Regions from separate parts of the Mus musculus genome. Here region 1 is linked to region 2. A link is a contact called in public Micro-C data. All regions are on one chromosome and are shown on one strand. Each heading gives the region's core, a stretch centred on a gene start, on an enhancer-like site or on the middle of the called end of the contact. The rest is flanking DNA. Distances are from core to core; before and after follow the strand shown.

Region 1 (4,237 bases), core at 1,176-3,675, 71 kb before region 2:
ATCTTCAACTCAGTGACACACACACATGCATACACATATGCACGCTTGCACAAACAAGCACACACTTAAGCACACAAATATGCACACATGTGCACACATGCACAAATAAGCACAAACATATGCACACACATGCACATGTGCACACATATGCGCACATGCACACAAACAAGCACACATGTGCATACATACACAATATGAAAATTAGAGGAAACTTCTTAGGAAGGAGAGTTTCAGCATAGGGAGGAGGAATGGGAGAATGAGATAGTAATGAAGATGGGAGTTATTACAACCTACTATACACACATACGAAGCTGACAAAAATAAGTAAACTAATCAAAATATTCTTAAAAGGTACCAGGAGAACAGGCTGACTTCCCATTTTTCAATGTGAAGAGGGAACATCAAGAAAAAAAGAATTTCACTGATTATTATGTTTGGACACCACAGAAGAACTGTGTGAGTGATGACCTGTAATGAGCCCTTATTTTTTTTATTTTTTATTTTTTTGAGCCTTTATTTTCTAACATCACTTTGAAGCACACGTCTTTCCTCTCAGCTCTGGAGAGGCAGAGGCAGAGGCAGAGGCAGAGGCAGAGGCAGAGGCAGAGGCAGAGGCAGAGGCAGAGGCAGAGGCAGAGGCAGAGGCAGAGGCAGAGGCAGAGGCAGAGGCAGAGGCAGAGGCAGAGGCAGAGGCAGAGGAGGCAGAGGCAAAGGCAGAGGCAGAGAGGCAGAGGCAGAGGCAGGCAGAGCTCTGTGAGTCTGAGGCTGGCCTGGTCTACCTAGTGAGTTTTAGGACATCCAGAGCTACACAGTGAGACCCTGTCTCAAAGAAAACAAAACAAAACAACAACAACAACAAAAGCAAAACAAAATTTCAACTTGAATTCCTCAACTCTACAAAGGTGTCAAAGATGAAAGAAAATTATTTTCAGTAAGTTGTGCCAAAGCTATCTATAATAAACCCAAAACATTGTGTTAGAATCTGTGTTAGTAGCCCAGTTATTAGATCATTTCAGAAAACTTCAAAATACAGCTCCCAACTCAAAGAAAGTAAGACCTAATCTGTTCTGTAGCCCAACATGAAGGACCAAGGCTCAGGAAGACAGATTCAGGTTGCCCCCAAACACCACCATCCAACACAGTAGCATTTTCATAAAGTTTTTATAACAAAGCAAAGACTCCCTTAAGGCATTTGACAAATGCATTAGAGCAGGGGTTCTCAGCCTTCCTAACGCTGCCACCATTTAACACAGTTCCTCATGTTGTGCTGACTCCCAACCAGAAAATTATCTTCAATACTACTTCGTAACTGTAATCTTGCTACTGTTATGAACAATAGCATAAATATCTGACGGTCTTAGGCCACCCACCCCTGTGAAAGGGTAGTTCCACTCAGAGGTTGAGAACATCAGGTAGGTGAGTTACAGCAAAACTGGAAACTTTCTGTCACGCCCCTCAGGGACTATCTGATAGTGATCGCCTTTGAGTCATTGGAAGTTAGGAATCTGATGGCACATTCCAAAAAAAAAAAAAAAAAAAAAAAAAAAAAAAAAAAAAGACAAGGGTGTTAGGTCAAACACAGAGATGACAGTAAGTGGATACCTGGGGGCAAAAGATAACCAAGATAGTTAGATTCTAGACTTGCAACATTCCATCTTCCCATAATCAAGACGTTCCAATCAGTCTCACAGACATAGCTTAACACAGACATAGCTTCCTCCTCTTCCAACTTCAATCCACACAGGCTGGCTTTGCTCATCCGAACAATACGCTGAAATTATTTCTGCTTCCTGCTTATTACAACAGAGAAATGTCTTGGGCAAAAATAGACTCACCTGGAACATCGAAAAAGCTCACGTTAGTTTTTGCCTTACATTTATTTGGCACTTCTGATCTAATGAATTGGTTCCTTATTTGAGCGTCAATTACCTAGTATGTTCTAGGTATACAGTCAGGGAGGTGGGTGGGTGGGGCGGGGAGATAACAAAAACAAAGCAAAATAAAAACATAAAAGGGATCTGTCGGTGGAAGGCGGGGAGGGGGCGGGGAGCAGGAGGAGTCTTGTTAACAGATAAGGAAAATCAGGGACGACTCCGCAGTTAAATAAACCAAAGTCAGTCGATTTGGATAACTCCGCAGGATTGTCGTTTAGGTTCCCCAGGCCGGGGAGGTAGGAGCAAGACGCTGATTTGTGTTTTAAGTCAGGGGGGTGGGGATCAAGGAGGCAGAAGTGACGGACAAGACAAATTCATTTTTTAAAAAAAGCAAATATTTATAGCAGAAGAGAATGGATCACAAACAGACGTAGGGAGACACCTCCGATCATCCCCAGGTTACCAGCCAGCCAAAAAAAACAGGACGCGCCTGCGCAGCTGTGCCGGCCACCTGCGTCGACGGCGGGGGCGGGGTCCGCACTGCCCAGCTGGAGCTCGTTCTGGGCTTCTCGCTCGGCCCCGCCCCTCCAGAGACTCGCCTCCGGATTGGCCCGGGCGGGGGCGGGGCCCGGAGTCCGGAAGTGCGGCTGACGTGTCCGGGCCGCGCTCGGAATTGTGGGCGACTGGGCTAATGGCGTCGGCGGGTCTGGGCACCCGGGGCGGGCATCGCTGAAGCTTGTGGCCAGCTCGGCCGGTGACGCCCGCCGTGGCCAGGCCCCGCGGCAGCGGGAGGGACCTGCCCGTCTGGTGGGCTCCTGAGCCGGCGCCGGTGGAGCCTGGTGGGGCTGCACCGCTGCGGGCAGGTTTCGGCGAGCGGCCGGCGGCGGTGCGGGGCGGCCCGGGGGGAACTCGGGCACGCCTCGGGAGACGCAGCCCGGCTCCGGCCGTGCGCCCGCCCGCCCGCCCGCCCGCCGAGCCCTGGGCCCCGGCTAAGGAAGACTGAGGAGCCGCCGGCTGGCTGCGGGCCGCGCAAGCTGCTGACAGTGCCTGCTTGGTAGTGCTGGTCCCAGATCGGCGGTGACCTGGAGGGACCATGTCCTGCACCAACAGCCCCGAGGCTGTGAAGAAGCTGCTGGAGAATATGCAGAGCGACCTGCGGGCCTTGTCACTAGAATGCAAGAAGAAGTTCCCACCTGTCAAGGAGGTAGGTCCCAGGCGACGTCAGGGGCGGGGGGGGGGAACGTCACGAGCGCTCCCTGGTCCTCGTAGACCGCTTTCCTCGATTCCCCAACACCTATACTAATTTTCATTCCGCCAGTTAAGTTTGGTGATTGCCCAGCAAAGGCTGTTCGTAGAATTCTTTTGAGAGTTCCAAGGAGATTTGATTTCTTCCATTCTCTTGTTATGTTTATTTCGGAGCGAAGTTCCATGAGTGAGCCGGTTTGGTGACACTCGAGTCAGGTATATTGCTCCTAAGAATGAGTATCCACCGCTGTAGCGGAATCCGTTCTCCATACTTAGGTGGGCATAGTGTGTGGGAACATTTCCTTCTTGTCTGTGTTATTCAGCCCACCTAAAAATCTAATCGTCGTGATAAACTAGAGCCCCAAATTACAGCAAATGGTCAAGGCCTACGATAACCATGTTAAGCCCTGCACAAGCAGTATTCTAGTAGGATGCTTTGCAAAACAAATATATCTGAGTATATATAGCCTCTTGGGTGCATAATTTGTTGTTGTTGTTGTTGTTGTTGTTGTTGTTTTTCAGCTGTAGAATAGCTGAAAATTGTGGTACCAGTATAGGAGACCGGGTGTGGTAGCCAAACTTTTAGCTCCAATACTCAGATGCGAGTGGATCTCTGTGAGTTAGAGAGTGGACACCAGGACAACCAGGGTACATAAAGAGACCTTGTTTCCAAAACCGATGGTGGTGATGGTGATGATGACTGGGGCTCACAGGACGAGTATCAGGGAGCTCAATGTATGCTAATAAAATTTTCCAGATATTGAATTGAAAAATTGAGTTTAGTCACTAATGCCTGACTTTTTTCTTTTAAGATTCCATTTTTGTTGAAATATTTTAAAAACTGCCCTTTCACATTTTTAAACTATTGTAGTTCAGGGGTCAGGCTCGGCAGTTAAGAGCACTTGCTGCTCTTCCAGAAGTCCCTTGTTCAATTCCCAGCACCTACATGGTGGCTCACAATCTTGTGTAATTCCAGTTTCAAGGGATCTGACCTCTTTCTTCTGGTCTCCAAAGACACCAGGCACACATGTGGTGTGCAGGCATACCTACAAGCAAAACACCCATACAAATATAACAAAAATGAATACATCTAAAAAAAAACTTTAAAAATAGTGTAG
Region 2 (4,053 bases), core at 483-2,982:
GAGCTGTCTTGCCAGCCTTGAGGGGTTTTAGCTGTGAAGCTTTGGTTGGGGAAGGAGGTGGGATCTGTTATCTTTGAGGTAGCTGAATGTTTACGTAAATCAAATACATTATTTTCTCATGTAGACTTGAAAGTGTAGCCATTGTAAAAGTCTCGCCTATGTGCCATTGCTGTTTAAGCCTCATGTAAGCTTTTTTTTTTCCTTTAGAGGATAAAATAAACTGTATGTTAGGACACAGTATGCAACAAAAATGAATATGACTTTAATTTCTCATAGTTCATAATTTCTGGTTATGAAAAATAAGTTTAACGTTAATTTTGGATATTTAAATGTGGGTGAGTCTCAAATATGGCTGAGCATTTTTCTATATATTTGTGGTTGGGTGAAGATCAACATATGTTCAAACTGTAGCACAGTAAACCTTAGTGTTGACTCTCCTTATAGGTAAGATGGATGAAGAGGCAGGCTAGTGGTCATGTTGTAGGAACAGTAAAACGTTCATGTACTGCGGTCAGAGAAGGGTCGTTACTTTTTCAAAAAGTAAAATTTAGCTCTGACTCTAGACAATCTCATTTGAATCGGCCGTCTCTTCCGAAGGAAAAGTAGATTTGGCGCTCTCTCCTTTGCTGTAGGTTGTTCAGCTCATCAGTGCGGAGATCCTCCCGTATGCCAACCTCATTCCTAAAGCGTTCGTGGGTCAGATGATGACCATGCTCAACAAGGGCTCCATCCACTCTCAGCCGTGCTCATTCACAGGTGCGTGACTCGGGGCCGCTTACAGCCCGAGCGAGGATAGTCACATGTGTAAGTCATGCTTCAGCGTGGGACGTAGAGAGTGAGGGTTATACCGGGAAATGGAGGCGATCATATACGTAAGCTCTGATTAAGTGAGTCACATGGGGCTTCTGCAGTCGGATGAATTATGCATGGTGACAGAATTTACTACATTTTGAAGTCATGGATTATTGTAAAGAGTCTAGTATAGAAAAAAAGAGAATATTCTGCCACTTAGAATGTTGGTTTTAGTAGGGAAAAAGTTTCTTAACATTTCTTAACGGAGCAAACAGTGAGTGCCTACTATGTACCACACTGTGCTAGAGAGGTGTCTCACTCTTGGGAACATTTCTGAGGATACATACCACAGTATGTATAAAGAACACACTCCATTCATTATGCCCTCTAATATGTCTAAATTTTGTTATAATTTCTGGTTATTAAAACATGTACTCAGATCTCAGAAGTAACTGTGACACAATGGGATTTTTTTATGTGAGGTCATACATTTTTGCAGGTTATTTTCTATCCTTAGTCCCAACCTTTACTAGAGCTACCCTGACCATTTATACAGTTTGACCACTAGATGGCTCTCTTGCTGCTTACTTCACAAGCCAAGGGTTTTGTGGTTTTTTTTGTTTTTTGTTTTTTTTTTTTCCACTCACCCCAGCATTTCAAAAAACTGGCCTGCACAGCATGGGAATTTCAGAGAAAAATAATTAAGTGGGCTTATTTTTTATATAATACTTATATTTAAAATGGTAGATATTCTAATAGAGTACAATTAAAATTAGGTACAAATATTTCAAGGGCTGAATCATCAGGTTTTCTGATAGCCCGCCTACCAAGTATGGTGTGACGTGTACCAAGGCCAGGTAGCCCTGCCTACCGTGTGTGGTGTGAGCACAGCAACACTGAAAGAAAGACAGGCGCTCACACGCACTCCAAGGACTGCATAAAGAACATGCTGTCTCAGCTTTTCCTTTGCGTTTTCTGTAAACACACACAGAAAGACATTCCATGCTAGGCGAGTTCCTAGGGTCACTTGGTTCTTGGATCTTTAGCATGGACTGATGGCCAAACTTCACAGACTCTCAGGGTTTCGGAAGGCCAAAAGAAAGAAGTAAATAAAAGAAAGAGGTTCTTCCAGAGGGGTGAAGGAGACCATGGGGGGGGCGGGGGGAGTGTGGTGCGGGCAGGCACAGCAGTGGGGCAGTGAGCTGAGAACTCCTCAACCCCAGGCGGGAGACTGAGAGTGAAATCAAGGGCTAGAGGGGGAGCCGACTGAGAGAGAGAACATGTGTGTGCTGAGAGTGGTGTATGGCTCTGAAACCTCAAAGCCCACCCCTAGTGACACACGTCCTCACTGAGGCCACGCCTCCTAAGAGTCCCCAGCAGTACTTCTGCCTGTGGAGTGTGCAGTGTTCAAGTTCCAGAAACTGTTGCTCAAACCACAGGAGTGACCAAGAACATAGAGCAGAAACCGGTGGGAAAATTTGTGCTAAACTAAGATCAGAAAGAAAGAAAATTAGTCAGAGGCGTTTATCAGGTACCTCTGATAACTGCATCTTCCTGGAGGGAACAGAGAAATATAGAAAAGGGAATTGCTGAAGACTAAAGATATCCTCACCTTAGAGATGATAACTCTGTGCCCAAAACAATGAAGGATAAAGATCACACAATATCCACACACTTACCATAAAAGGAAGATCAGTCACTCTCAGCCACAACAACTTTTCAAATGGTCTACAAGTTCTCCAGGAACTGCGCATTTCTCAAAGACTTGACATGGGGGCTAGAAATGGAGAGTTCTCACCATGGAGGCGTGTACCTAGGCACAGCTGGGCAGGTCTGAGTCTAGGATGGTAGTTCTCATACTTTAGCAGAAAGGGTGTCCTGTTCCCAGGGTTTCTGCCTCGGACAGGGTGGGATAGGAGAGTTCCCACTTCCCACAATGGCTCTCGAGCAGCTGGAAGCCAGCTGTATGTCTTACACAGTAACGTAACGGCAGCCTCAGAAGAACAACAAAGGTTTATTTTCCTCCATCCCTTCTTAGGAAGCCACTTCCAGATATCTTCATGGAAGCAGGGTAAACCGAGAAAGCAGGAAGCTAGGGTTCTGGGAGACATGAGGGAGAACGGCGTTGGCCAAAGACTACCTGCCAGTTATGGCTAAAGAAGTTGACTAGGAAGAACTAGTCCAGAGCAGAGCAGGCTCATGCTCCTGAAAACATGTGGCTAGGGAAGGAGAAAAGATGGTAAGACAGAAAAGGCAGTAAGTGTGGGTTTTGACTTAGATGAAGCTCTTGAGAAGTTTGTTCGGGTTTTGTCATTGTTGTTTAAGGTGTCATCTCAGGTACTCCAAACTGTCCTCAAAAAATGCATACCTCAATGACTGGCACCAAACTTCCTGTGCAGCCTAGAGTGCCCTTAAGCTTTTCATTCTCATGCTGGAGTTGCCGGCATGCCACCATGTCTACTTTATGTAGTACTGGGTATTGAACCTAGAATCCAAACGCAGAGCCTCGTGTGTACTAGGCAAGCATTCTGCCAACCAGGGGACACTCATTGCCCTTAAAACTCACTTTATAGCCTTGTCACAAGATAAGAAAAATGTTGGGACCAACAGATAGATACTGGCCATCAAGCCTGAAGCCTTAAGTGCAGTCACTAGAATGCACATGGAGAGAACTGACTCCTGCGGGTTGTCTTCTGCCTTCCACATGTATAATGTGGCATGTGCACATGTGCACACACATGCATGCACACACACGCACACATACACACATGTACATACACAAGCACATGTACATACACAATATACGCACATGCACATGCACACACACACACATGCAAACACACTCTAAACAAAGGAAAAGCAAAAAGAACATGTTGATTATGGGCAGCCTCTCTTTGCACCTTCCTAGAGGAAAGATTGTTATTTACTAGATATTTACTAAGTAGTATTAACTAAAGGTTGTTCATCAGTGCCTTTCATCTTATTGATATCCTTATTCCTAGCTTGCTAGGCTCGTTATTAATGTGCACTGTGTTAACATTTTTTAATAATCAAATGTTGCTAATTTTACAGAAGCAGAAATTGACATTCGTTTGAGAGAAGAATTTTCTAAAATGTGTTTTGAAACATTGCTCCAGTTTTCCTTCAGTAACAAAGTCACAACACCCCAGGAAGGCTACATCTCACGAATGGCACTCTCTGTGCTTTTAAAGAGGTCTCAGGATGTTCTGCATCGCTACATAGAGGATGAGAGGCTGAGTG

Evidence for each region. Hi-C and Micro-C count contacts between places; a contact is called where the count stands out from the background.
Region 1: a contact with region 2 is called in a Micro-C map of palatal mesenchyme, with 1.9 times the contacts expected there. The contact joins the promoter of Mon2 here to the enhancer-like site in region 2. A contact is called at or near these places in 15 of 39 promoter capture datasets (the 3T3-L1 cell line, 3T3-L1-derived adipocytes, the C10 cell line and 10 more), 1 of 15 datasets of contacts at CTCF or cohesin (the NIH/3T3 cell line), 24 of 484 Hi-C or Micro-C datasets (the AtT-20 cell line, B cells, the C2C12 cell line and 14 more), 5 of 115 datasets of contacts at active chromatin or transcription factors (the SCID.adh cell line, embryonic stem cells, large pre-B cells and 1 more) and 3 of 9 other capture datasets (adipose tissue, liver and pancreatic islet).

What each region holds. Positions count from the first base shown.
Region 1 is chr10:123,074,693-123,078,929 of GRCm38.p6, reverse strand. Mon2 (MON2 homolog, regulator of endosome to Golgi trafficking) reads left to right here and starts at 2,425. Exons shown (of 36, transcript NM_001163024.1): 1 at 2,425-3,078. The coding sequence starts at 2,968.
Region 2 is chr10:123,002,715-123,006,767 of GRCm38.p6, reverse strand. Mon2 (MON2 homolog, regulator of endosome to Golgi trafficking) reads left to right here. Exons shown (of 36, transcript NM_001163024.1): 33 at 633-756; 34 at 3,865-4,053. Among named protein-coding and RNA genes, the nearest start is that of Mirlet7i, 19 kb to the right of the region's middle. Within about 2 kb of position 1,732, at least 32 of the 459 cell types and tissues checked have an H3K27ac peak or open chromatin away from gene starts, as enhancers often do. A contact at or near this core is called in the SCID.adh cell line and palatal mesenchyme, where this site is marked.